Linked DNA regions of Hordeum vulgare: region 1 is linked to region 2. A link is a contact called in public Hi-C data. All regions are on one chromosome and are shown on one strand. Each heading gives the region's core, a stretch centred on a gene start, on an enhancer-like site or on the middle of the called end of the contact. The rest is flanking DNA. Distances are from core to core; before and after follow the strand shown.

The links. A called contact is a pair of places that touch in the nucleus more often than the background predicts.
Region 1: a contact with region 2 is called in a Hi-C map of seedling, with 5 times the contacts expected there. The contact joins the promoter of LOC123443014 here to the promoter of LOC123443012 in region 2. A contact is called at or near these places in 1 of 6 Hi-C or Micro-C datasets (seedling) and 1 of 1 datasets of contacts at active chromatin or transcription factors (embryo).

Annotation. Positions count from the first base shown.
Region 1 is chr3H:72,211,700-72,218,208 of MorexV3_pseudomolecules_assembly, forward strand. It overlaps LOC123443014 (protein gamma response 1), which reads left to right and starts at 2,079. Exons shown (of 3, transcript XR_006630548.1): 1 at 2,079-3,358; 2 at 3,788-4,647; 3 at 4,764-4,880.
Region 2 is chr3H:71,796,950-71,803,699 of MorexV3_pseudomolecules_assembly, forward strand. LOC123443012 reads left to right here and starts at 3,321. Exons shown (of 5, transcript XM_045119223.1): 1 at 3,321-3,633; 2 at 3,729-3,963; 3 at 4,061-4,441; 4 at 4,538-4,913; 5 at 5,006-6,606. The coding sequence starts at 3,469. The coding sequence ends at 6,353. LOC123443013 (coleoptile phototropism protein 1) reads right to left here. Exons shown (of 3, transcript XM_045119224.1): 3 at 6,689-6,750.

The sequences.
Region 1 (6,509 bases), core at 829-3,328, 410 kb after region 2:
TTTTTGTTCTCATATTATTCTCTGTGCAAATCCGGTATTGTCATCAATCCACCAAAAAGGGGGAGATTGTTGGGGCATAGTTTATGCCTAAGTAATTTTGGTGATTGATGACAGTGCCGTAAAGGACTAACCGTGTGTGTTAAGGTTTCAAATAACACACGTCAACGGCACAAGACGACTCGCCTCCTCATTCATGGAACGGAAGCAAGACGCTCTCTACGATTCTCTTTATTTGAGTCATAGGAAAGCCGTGCTATTAAGAGGGCAACCGTAGTGGAAAGGTTTGGGTGGAATCTATCTTTGCACGCGCACACTTCACATATTCTCCCTTACCTTCATCTTTGGAGCGGCCCCCGCCACTGTGTTTCTTTCCTCCTTGCAAAATGGTCCCCAGCGGTAGTACCGCTGGCCCTAGCGGTAGTACCGCTGCAGCCAGTGGTAGTACCGCTGGCTGGCGGTAGTACCGCCCCTGGTCAGCGGTAGTACCGCTTCAGGAGCTTAGTACCGCTTGCATAGCGGTTGTTCGTGGACGGACCTTTTTGCGAAGACTTTCTTGGCGGTGGTAGTGCTTTTGCACTACCAGGGGCCCAGCGGTAGTACCTCTGGGGCCAGCGGTAGTACCGCTGGAGTGCGAGCGGTAGTACCGCTAGTCGGCGGTAGTACCGCCCCTGGTCAGCGGTAGTACCGCTGGAGTGCGAGCGGTAGTACCGCTGCAGCCAGCGGTAGTACCACTGGAGCTCGGGCAGAGAGTGGGAAAACGGTCTGATTTTTCCCCCCATTATATAAAGGGTTCTTCTAGCCGTGGAACCTCATCTCTTACCTTCCTAAGCTCCATTGTTGCGCCCCAAGCTCAAAAGTGCCCGATCTCTCTCCCTAGCCAATCAAACTTGTTGATTCTTTAGGGATTGGTTGAGAAGGCCTAGATCCACACTTCCACCAAGAGAAAAGTTGATTCCCCCACCAATCCTTACGGATCTTGTTACTCTTGGGTGTTTGAGCATCCTAGACGGTTGAGGTCGCCTCGAAGCCATATTTCATTATGGTGAAGCTTCGTGGTCTAGTTGGGAGCCTCCAAGCTTTGTGTGGAGTTTGCCCCAACCTTGTTTGTAAAGGTTCGGTCGCCGCCTTCAAGGGCACCTATAGTGGAATCATGGTACCTTGCATCGTGCGAGGGCGTGAGGAGAATACGGTGGCCTTAGTGGCTTATTGAGGAGCACTGTGCCTCCACACCGGTCCAACGGAGACGTACTTCCTGTCAAAGGGAAGGAACTTCGGTAACACATCCTCGTCTCCATCGGTTCCACTTGTGGTTATCTCTAACCTTTACTTTGTGCATGCTTATGTTGTTAACTATATCTTACTTGTCTTAATAGCTCTCGTTGTTAGCTCCATTAGGGTTCACCTCATTGTCGTAATATTTGTGAACCCGTATGTTGTTTACCTTAACTTGCTAAGATTAATTAAAAAGTGGTCGTTGTCTATTCACCCCCTCTAGTCAACCATATCGATCCTTTCATCGCAGTTGAAAGAGATTGAGCGAAGGGAGCGTCAGGAGCTGCGCCGGTGCGACCGTGCTACCATGGCGATCATGTTGTGATGTGTTGTTGTGACAACCATCATGCTGTAGACCGGTGCTGTGATGGCGTCGCTGTCGTGCTGCTATGTGAGCATGCTATGAGCCCGTGTTGCGACGATCATCATGCTACAAGCTAGTGTTACAACGGCTCTGCCGTGCTGCCATGGCCACCATGACTTGAGCCCGTGCTGCGACGACCATTATGCCGCAAGCAGGTGTTGCAACGACAAGACCGTGCTACCATGAAGATCATGATGCAAATCGGTGCTCGACTGCGCCACCACTGTCAATGCTGCAAGAGGAGCTATTGTGACGGCCGGTGGTGTCAAGCGCTGCTGGCGGGCGACCATCGAGCCATAGGTTGTGGGAAGTGAACGGACGATAAAGATTGCGTGCATCCAACGGCTGACGAGGCTGCTGTATTTTTGCTAACTACATCCGGATGGGGCCTAGCGCCAGCCTCGGCCACATTCCAAAATCGGAGGCAGAGCGCCGGAAACAATACGAGTAGTTTTGAAAGAGCGCGCTCTAAATTTGGAGATCCCCAAATCCCTCCCATCTCATCCCCTCCACACCACCAACCCTAACCCCAGTTCGCTCTCCTCGCCGGCCCTCCTGACGGCGGTGCCCCCCCTCCTCTCCCTCTGTCGCCTTGGCCCTCCGCCGCACTCCTAGCTTCCACGAATTCGGGTCCCCACCCGGCGCACCATCTAGATCCGCCCCTGGTTGCCGAAATGGAGGGCAAGGCGGTGGGCTTCTCGGCCGCCGATTGCGGCGCCGACGCGGCGGCGGACGATTTCAAGTACATCACCGGGATGAGCACCATCCTGGTGGCCACCATCCAGGAGGTGAAGGACCGGGTCTCCCAGATGGAGTTCATCTTCTGCAGCCAGATCTTCCCGCACTTCCAGGCCAAGTCAAAGCTCCTCCACGCGCGGCTGGCCGATTCCATTGCCACGAGGGAGGCCGAGGATGAGTGGGGGCAGAAGGAGGCCGGCCTGCTGAGCCAGCTGGAGGAGCTCAGTCGCGGCAAGCGGCGTGCGGAGGATAGGCTGCTGCAGCTGGAGAGCTCTCTCGAGGAGATGCGAGGGATGCTCCTCAACGCCGAGCGGTTGGCTGCGGAGCACGATGCTGAGAAGAAGCAGCTTCTGGGGAGATTGGATGAGGAAATGAAGAAAGATGAGGTGGTCCACCGGCTCGAAAGGGAGATCGGGGAGAAGGATGCTGAGATATCAAGGGTGAGGGGGAGATTGGAGGAGGAAATGAAGAAAGATGAGGTGATTCGTCGGCTCCAAAGGGAGATTGAGGAGAAGGATTCTGAGATATCAAGGGTGAGGGGGAGATTGGAGGAGGAAATGAAGAAAGATGAGGTGATCCACCGGCTCGAAAGGGAGATTGAGGTGAAGGCTGCTGAGATATCCAGGGAGAGGGGGAGATTGGAGGAGGAAATGGAGAAAGATGAGGTGATTCGTCGGCTCAAAAGAGAGATTGGGGAGAGGGCTGCTGAGAATTCAAGTGAGAGGGAGGCCCATCAGCAGCTGCTACATCAGTTGGAGTTGAAGGATAAGGATCTTCTTCTTGAGCAGAATAAATTCAATCATGCGACGACACAATACAAGCATCTCAAGTCTGAGCACAACTATCTTCTAGGAAAGATCGCGGAGATGGAAGGCTCCAAGATTGACCAGAATGAAGGCTCCAAGATTGACCCGAGTGAAGGCTCCAAGTCCCCTGTGAATCGGAAGTCCTGTGGAAGTCCTCCAAGTAAGAGAAAGTTTACAGGTACATCCCCATGACTTCCCAAATTCGTAGAGCTACTTAAGTTTTCTTAATCACGGTATTGTTCCGGTATTACTGCTAAAATTTAAGAAACATATAAGGATCTGTATTTTTTTGTGCAAATATGATTAATGATGCATTATATTCTGACGAATGTCAATTTGATAGCATCTCTTTTCTGTCAATCCTAGCACATGAGCTACTTAAGTTTTCTTAATCCAGTATCACACTTTTGTTTCTGATTTACCACTATACTTTAAGAATCACATATAAGGGTCTGTACTTTTTGTGCAAATATGATCAATGGTGCATTATATCCTGATAAATATCAGTTTGTCTTTTCTGTCAATCCTATGACCTAAGATGCATGTGTCTTAAATATGTAGGAGTTACTGGTTGGATACTGTATTAACACCTCACTTTGATTTCCAGATTTACAAGACACGAAAAATGAGAGCATTCAGGTAGTTTCTAAGACTGAAGACCAAAAGAATTCACCTAGTTCATGTGTGAAGGCCCAAAATGGTACCTCTGTCAGGAGCGTGTTCAGTACCTCGCGCCTTTGTCTACCACCTCATGCAACTAACCCTCGGCACAAGAATGCTGCTAGCACTTCAAAGGCAGATGCATCATCTAGTTTCACCCGCCCAAGTGTACACTGGAGGGAAACTCGTGTGCGTACGGAACCAGGTGTTGTTGATCCACATGATGATTTTCTTGATACTCCTCTAGAGGCTGCAAGAAATACGGTCAGGAACCCTACAACCAGAGAAGAGGCACTAGCTCTTGCTGCCCCTCCTCCCCAAGATATGGACTTCAATAACTCAGATGATGAGACTCAAGACATCAATATTGTCCCTCAGGGCCTCAACAGCATACCAGTTCCCAAGCAGCGAAGCTCGATTTCAATCCAGCCACCGAATAAAGATTTCAAATATACAGAACCTGTAAGAAAGAAAGCTGATCGGGCGAATCTGAAAGGTGTTGAATGCAAGCAGTGCAAGAAGTTCTATGATGCTGTGCTTCCTGATGGCCGTGTAAATGGTGATGGTGCTACAAGTATGAGGTGCGAGCATCATGATGGTGTGTCTAGACACAGATACAGATATGCCCCTCCATTGACACCCGAAGGGTTTTGGAACATTGGATTTGAATCAGAAATGTAGCGCATCAAGCAGGAGCCAAACTTCTTTGCTGTACAGTGTCTTGTCACAGCATAGATCCTCGGTTACCCTTGCACACTGTTAATGGTGCATAAAATTCATGTTGGGGACATACACGTCATCATTAAGGTTGGTGATAATTACAGTATCAGTTTGTGGAGGATAGATAATAATGTCAGTTTGTTCAGTCCTATGTAAATTCAGAGAAAATGAACAGTTTCTTATTTGCATTATTTACACTCCAGGAAGCAGCTTTCTTGCCCTTAGCTTATGTATGTAATATTCAGTGGTGAATCGACTTTGTTGTCCCTGAGAAACAATTCAAAATAACACGTAAGGAAACTTCTGAACCTTTTACTGAACCTTTTACAGTTGTACATGAATTCATGGCCTGTTGCTTCTGCTGTTTACAGTCACTTCAGTATATGCATTACATGACAACAGTTTGGCATTTATCTGCTTAAATATAGAACATGTAGCAAATCAAGATCTGCTTACCTATTATTGGATCATAGTTTTTTCTTTTTGTGAGGAACTGGAACAAAGAGTTTGTGTTTGGAGTTTTACAGAGTAAGTGAATATGTGGAACATATTTTGATCTTACAATGTTACATTGTTACTACTTACTAGTATGAGTGTTTGTTTTCAGTTATGATATAGCGGGCCTTCTTGTGTAATATCCATTGACGAATCAATCTTTTGGGGTGGATTTGCTTCAGATTTGGCTTCTGCCCTTTCCATCTTGTCCATTTGATCCTGAGACTCCGTTCCAGTTCAGGACAGTTTTAACTTGGGTGGTTGCATCGTGTGATTATCATGAAACCATGTAAAGGAAGAGTCTGGTCCCTTGATTTTCGTGTGCTGCATCGACGCTTCTTTCTTCTCCCCGCGCTCATCTTGGATATTTTCTCAGCTGTTTCCTATTGTATAGCCTCGATTGCTGGTAACTGCTAAGTAGAGATGGTCTGCTCTTGATGTATCTCTTCTTTTATTATTGGTGTCGTTGTGTCTTGTGTCTTTGCAGAAGCAAATCATACATGTGGAAGGTAGGGTACCAGGGTGTTACTATCTTTTCTCACTCTCATCTCCAATCTAAACACCAAACTGACATGGATAGGAGGCAGAGCATTGTAATTTTAGAGTGCTCGTCTGAAGTTCCTTACACTGGTTGTTTTGCCCTGTTCGAAGGATTTCAATTGAGTGGGGAGCAAAACCATGGGAACATTGTTCATCAAATAATGGTGCTCGTCTTGGGAGTTTGGACAGACAGTTTGTGTTTGGGGTTTTACAGAGTAGGCAAATATGTGAAACGTGTTCTGATTTTACTCCCTCTGTACTACAATACTTGTGGCTGGGGAAACTTTTATTAGTTTTCCCCAACAACAAATATTTAGGTACAGAGGGAGTACACTGTTAGTAGTATTAGGTCTTGTTTTCAGTTTACCTCTAGCCAATCTTGTGTCAAGTCCATGAAGAACCAACCTTTTTTGTGGCCGACGTGCTTCAGATTTTGCTCTGTCAGTTCCAGTTCAGGGCAGTTTTATCTCAGGACAATTTTATATTCTTGATTGCTAGTATGCTCTCAATCCTGCATCTCTCCTTTTGTTATTGGTGTTGTTGTATTGCACTCATGTTTTTCACAGAAGAGCACAAGATAGGGTAGCAGACTTGCATATCATGTGCAAGGTAAGGTAGCTGGTAGGAGCTAGGGGCTCTACCAGGCCTCTACCTCAGATTATACGGATAGGAGGGGGGTTGGAGGAGGTGAGGTCGCCGTAGCCGGCGCGACGGTGCTGTCTTGGCGCAGGGAGGAGGCGGCGGTGAGTAGAGGATGCGGCGGCTAGGGTTCCGGCTCCTCTGGGAGCCGGGCAATAGAATAGTCTTATTGCTTGATCTCAAAATAGCTGTTTACACCTGTTTATATAATCTCAATAACTTGGACTCTAAGATATCTAAGATAACTTAGACTCTAATATAACTTGGACTCTAAG
Region 2 (6,750 bases), core at 2,071-4,570:
TGAACGCGGAGGTGCCGTCCGCTCGGCACTAGATCGGAGCGGATCATGGGACGGATCGCGGGACGGTTCGTGGGACGGTTCGCGGGGCGGATCGAGGGACGTGAGGACGTTCCACTACATCAACCGCGTTTCTTAACGCTTCTGCTGTGTGATCTACAAGGGTACGTAGATCGGAAATCCCCTCTCGTAGATGGACATCACCATGATAGGTCTTCGTGTGCGTTGGAAATTTTTTGTTTCCCATGCGACGTTCCCCAATAGAAAGAGGTAGGGCAGAGGAGCCACGGGGGGCCCACGGGCCTGCTAGGCGCGGCCACCCCCCTAGGGCGCGCCTAGGGGGCTCGTGACCTCCCCCGAGACCGCCTGCCTTGGTTTTATTCCGTTATGGAAGAAATCATCCCGCAGGTTTTATTCCGTTTGGACTCCGTTTAATATTCTTTTCTAAAAAAGGTCAAAAACACGGAAAAAACAGAAACTGACACTAGGCACTGAGTTAATAGGTTAGTCTCAAAAATGATATAAAGGCATATGAATGCATATAAGACATCCCAAGTTGATAGTATAATAGCATGGAACAGTAAAAAATTATAGATACGTTGGAGACGTATCAGAGTCCTACTCCAATCCTACTAGGAACAGGATTCCTCCTTTCCACTTGGAAACCCTTTCCACCTTTTCCACCTTTTGGTTTTTTGTCTCTCAAACCTCACGGGCCTTAGTGGGAGCTTATGTCTGCCCACTAGGGGCCGATTTGTATCCTCCCACAGCCCATAAGGCCCCTCGAGGCGTGACACCCCTCCCGATGGTCCCGGTACCCTCCCAGCACTCCCGGTACACTACCGATGAGTCCAAAACTTTTCCAGTGACCAAAACAGGACTTCCTATATATCAATATTAAACTTCGGACCATTCCGGAGCTCCTCGTGATGTCCAGGATCTCATCCGGGACTCCGAACAACTTTCGGTTACCAGCATCTATAACTCAACTATACCGAAACGTCATCGAACCTTAAGTGTGCAAACCCTGCGGGTTCGAGAACTATGCAGACATGACCTGAGACACTCCCCGGTCAATAACCAACAGCGGGACCTGGATGTCCATATTGGCTCCTACATATTCTACAAAGATCTCTATCGGTTGAACCTCTATGTCAAGGATTCAGTTAATCTCGTATGTTGTTTCCTTTATCCTTCGGTATGTTACTTGCCCGAGATTCGATCGTCGGTATCTCCATACCTAGTTCAATCTCGTTACCGGCAAGTCACTTTACTCGTTCCGTAATACAAGACCCCGTAACCAACTCCTTAGTCACATTGCTTGCAAGACTTGTTGTGATGTTGTATGACCAAGTGGGCCCTGAGATATCTCTCCGTCACACGGAGTGACAAATCCCAGTCTTGATCCATGACAACCCAACAGACACCTTTGGAGATACCTGTAGAGCACATTTATAGTCATCCAGTTACGTTGCGATGTTTGATACACACAAGGTATTCCTCCGGTGTCCGGGAGTTGCATGATCTCATGGTCATACGAACAGATACATTGACATGCAGAAAACAGTAGCAATAAACTGACACGATCATATGCTACGTTTATAGTTTGGGTCTTGTCCATCACGTCATTCTCCTAATGATGTGATCCCGTTATCAAGTGACAACACTTGTCTATGGCTAGGAAACCTTAACCATCTTTGATCAACGAGCTAGTCAACTAGAGGCTTACTAGGGACAGTGTTTTGTCTATGTATCCACACATGTATTTTAGTTTCCAATCAATATAATTATAGCATGGATAATAAACGATTATCATAACCAAGGAAATATAATAATAATCAATTTATTATTGCCTCTAGGGCTTGTTGCATGCAAATAATAGCGTCGACGCTCCAGCCCCCCTCCCCCCCCCCCCCCCGCAGGGAGCGTTGGGTTCGGCCTGGGACCACCGGGGCCAATTTTGGATTTAACGGGCGAAAATGGGGCTCATGGGGACGCGACTGGGCCGTTATTTCTCCGTCGGCGACAAAAAATTGCCTAGAAGGGGCTTGTTGGGGGCGCAGCTGGAGATGCTCTTAGCAGGAACACATATTGGGTTGAACCATCTATGAGGTAGAGTCCGTGTTAGGCGTGGCATTATAGCTTCGCCGGACCAATGGGGGAGGGGGCTTGGACATAAAGCAACTTTCATATTGGATGGTCATAGACTCATAGTCATGGTTTTAACATAGTGGAATGGACAGGTTGGCCGACCCATATACTCCAGGTTACATTGGTCCCTGATTTTTGAGCCTTTTGAAGCGTTTTTGTCTTGTTTTTACCAGTTCTGGTAATTAGATGGTTCTTGAATCATTTTTTGTTATCTTTTCCTTTGTAAAGAAAATCACAGATTGCAAAAAATGTTTGCTTCTTCAAGAATATTTGGAATTTCAAGAAAAATTCACGTTTTAGAAAAGTCTTTGTGTTTTTAAAAATTATTCACAATTTTAGAAAGGGTTTGAATAAGGATCAGAAAACATTTGCACGGAGAGCGTGTTGCCGCCACAGTCCAACCAACTTCAGCCTTGACGCCATTTTGGGCACGGCGCGATAGGCATGCGCGTGTGCGAGCTGGTTTTATTTAGACAATCCTCTCCAAGCTTTTTATTCCACCATCACCTTGTTTATATGGATGAATAAAATGTCATCGGATTAACCTAACCAAACATGACAACTAATCCTCCCTAAATAATAGGGGAATAGAGCTGGACTTTGAGGCTTAAAGTTTGAGCTCCTAGCGTGCCGAGTTGGTGGCGTCGTGTTGGGCTCGTGCTCACCAGTCACCACGGATTTCAAACCGGCCGACAGAAACAAATCCAGCTGAGCATGCTGTGTGGACCGGCTGCCGTCCTCCTACTAAATAAAACTCCGCGGCCCCTCGCTCTGCATGCTGTGTCCTTCTGACACGCACGGATCAATCCATCAATGCCAACTCATCAAAGCATTATCTTCCCCACATCCATCCGTAATTAATCACCGCCATAAATAAGGAAGAAATAATACTACATGTATACAATCTCGTACGCTACAATACGTATACTTACTACAGTACGCCGGTTGTACTCAGCTCGCCCCCAGATCGGACGAAGAAACGGCGTCCCGCCGTCGCCCCGGCCCCACAAGCCAGCCTCACTCGCCCGGCCCCCACGTGCCCCTCACGTGCCGCGTTTGAACCAGCCCCAACCCCAACGGCTCTCTCCCTCCCTCCGGCCTCCACGTCCCCATCCGTGTCGACCGTTGCGCCGAGAGACTCGCAGGCAAGCGCTCCTCCGGAACAAACCAAAAAAAATCAGCTGTATTTCACCGAGCCGCAGCCTCCGCACTCGCCTCAGTCATCATCAGCAGACACCTGATCCCGATTCCCGACACAGCAGTCAACACTGCTCCGTAGACAACAGCGGTACAAGGTTCGCCGGCGGCGTTCGCGGATCGATGGCGGCGTTCACGGAGGAGGAGAGGGCGGTGGACGACGCGCTGGGCTACCCCAAGGCCTACGCCAGGCTCTGCCGCGCCGGCTCCGGCGCGGGCGCACTCGGCCTCCCCTACGCCCACGGCCCGCCCGGCGCCTTCCTCCCCTACGTCCTCCAGCCCCACGAGGTACCTTCTACCTGCCTTTTCTCCCGCGGATCCGCCCGCCCTTCGCTCCTTCCCCCGCCTCCGTGCCGCTTCGTGATCCGATCTGATCCGTGCAGGCGCTGCGGGCCAAGGAGCTCAACGAGATGTTCCCGGTGGTGGACGCGGAGGCGACGCCCACCGCCAACCCGCGCGGCTTCGCCAACCTGCTCTGGAAGCAGCTCGACCACCTCGGCAACGCCGGCTTCGACCCGGCGCTCTTCCGGGTCGACGCCTACGGGAACGTGCTCTACCTCCACGCCGACGCGGCCTCGCCCCTCGCCTGGGACGTCCACCACTGGTTTCCCTGCGCCAGTAAGAACAACTCACTTACCTGTTCCTCCGGGACGGAGGTGTCTGCTCTGTCTTCTGAAATGATGAATTCTGACGCTGGGTCTTCATCGACCTGCAGGGGGAGGGAGGACGGTGCCGAGCAACCTGCGGATCATGCAGCTGCAGGCGTCCAGGAGGAAGCACAACAAGCTGGAGTTCCTCGTCCCGTGGTGGGATCTGCAGCTCGGCATCTCCGTCAACCACTTCCTCTCCATCTTCGCATCCAAGAACGCCGACTTCAGGAACAGAGCATTCGCGTTCCTCTTCGCCGACGGGGCCAGCGAGGAGCTGAGCTCGCTGCAGGCGGTGGAGGCGCACGCGTTCCCGCACCATTTCGCCGAGATGAAGAAGAAGGTGGGCCTCGCGCCTGCCGCCATCGTATCCGCCAGGGGCTCGGACAACTCGGTGCTCAGATCCATTGACGCAAACAGACCAGTGAGGTCCAATTACCCCCTGATCGGTATGCGGTTGTCAGAGAATTTCTTGCATTAATTTCCTCGTTTTCGCCACATCTGCATATCAGCTATGGATGATTGAGGGACTGCTTTTCTTGTAGCCGCAAAGAAGTTCTCCGGCGAAAAGGACGAGAACTTGGCAGCCCACGGCGGCCATGGTGGTAATTCGATGATGAAGGAGAACAACAATCCAGATGTTGACGGCTACATCAGCAATCCTTACTTATCCATAGCCATGGCTAGGGACTCGCTGAGGCAAAGAGAAGAGGCGAAGAAGAAGCAAGCTGAGCTCACTGAACTGGAGAACGAGTTGACCGAGATGCAGCAGAAAAATGAGGATGAAAGGGTGGCCATCCAGGACCTGGAGGCTCAGCTGATCAAGAGGCGTCGGCGAGTGGAGAAGTGCCGTCGCTTGGCAGACGCCCAGGCCAACTACAAGACAGTGCTCGAGAAGATGATCAGAGACGCCATGCACCAGTAAGGATGATCCTATAAAACGAAGAGCCGATAGTTTCTTTGAAGAATCTTGATTAACTGGTGCTAATTTTCAATTGTGATGCAAAATGCAGGAGTGTTGTGTACAAGGAACAACTCAGGCTGAACCAAGCTGCAACTAGTACTCTGATGGCGAGACTGGAGGCCCAGAGAGCAATGTGTGACTCATCTGAAACCGAGCTCCGCAAGAAGTACCAGCACAGGGATGATCTGGAGAGGCAAGTGAAGCCTTTCATAGATCAGGCAAGGAAGAGGTACCGGGTCGATGATGAAATCCCAGAGGAAAGGCACTGTGAGAGTTTCAGGTACTTGCCAGAAAGAGTATCGAGGAGCAGCCCTCTGAAACAGGAGCTGAGGGTTTTCCTGGAGGAGGCTCAGAGGACTTCAGATGCATACATTTCCATGGAGGGGGAAGAAATTGGAGAAGGGACTTCAACAATGAGTTATGTCAACACTGAGCAACCTTCCAAAGTGATAAGCTTCCCAAGAAGGTCCATCTCCACTGATGAAAACAGAAGTTACACTGACAGAGGAAGAGCGTCAGTAAGGGAGAAGCTAGAACAATCGGCGATCAGAGAGCGGCGGCATCGTAGCAGGGGAAGGGAAAGAAAGGAAACCATGTCAGCAAGAGGTACACCTATCAAATCAAGAGGTGATAAGGGCAAGGCAGCCATGCTCGAGTCCGAGACTGAAAGGTCTCACCATGCAAGCCAGACAGTCTCGTTTCCAAGGACCCCCTCGGTTCCACCAAGTCCCCCGTATAGAGCGACCGGTGTTTACGGAATGCCGAGGTATCCCACAGAGCAGTCGCTACCAGTGCAGAAGGATGATGAAATGCTTCATCCTCGACGTGTTGCCAGAGCAGAAGACAATGAAAACATGAACTACAGAGGCAAGGGCAATGTTGATAAGTGGCTCCATATGCTCATGGAGGACCAACAAGGAGGAAATAAAGCGGCATGCCGTTCTTCGGAAGACCACAATGCTGCTGAGGAGGACGGTTCAGATGATGAACAGGAAATTCAAAGCAGAGGTGATGATGACCAGAGCTGCAGGAATGAGATAACTGAACGTGTTGACGAGATCACTGAATGTGTCGACGAGATCATTGACGTCGGTGGTGAGAGTGCTGCTACTTACCATGGCACACCAAGATGCAGGGGTAGCTTTGACATCAAGGAGGAGAAAGTGGAAAGGAAGATCTGGTTCCCAAGGTCCGATAGCGGTAGGGGTTTCCGGTCCCTGCCATCCTCTCCTTCCAAGATCCTGGGAATGAGGAGAGGCTCAGACTGTGCAGGCAGGAAACCGAAGGTGGTTGGCGACGACGATCGCAGATACGGCTATGAGGATTCGGTGTCGACGAGCAGCAGTAAGTTCCTCAGCAAATGCAAGCAGGCGATCAAGAAAGCGGTACACAAATGAGGCAATCTCAGCCCTGTGTTTATTCTTTTCCATGTGGTGTTTGTTACATTTATCTGAAGTGCTATTATTTGTTCCTGTAGCTGAGTAAGTTAGTGATGCATAGCTTGCAGATTACTGTGTGAGGTTCTGCCTGTAAAACATTTGTGGTTACTTTAGTGATCACCCTTATGTGATCACATTGGTGTGTGTGTGTGTGTGTGTGTGTACAACTATTTGTTGATCTGTGAAAAAAAGATAGAACCAAATTCTTAAATTATGCATGTGTGAGTGAGGTTTACAGTAGTTTGAAGAACTCTGTCAGTAATCTTGGAAACACTTCTAGTCAGTAATCACCCTTGCAGAATTAAACCCCTAACCTTCATTGAGCATTTCGTTCTTGATATTCAGCAACACAAAC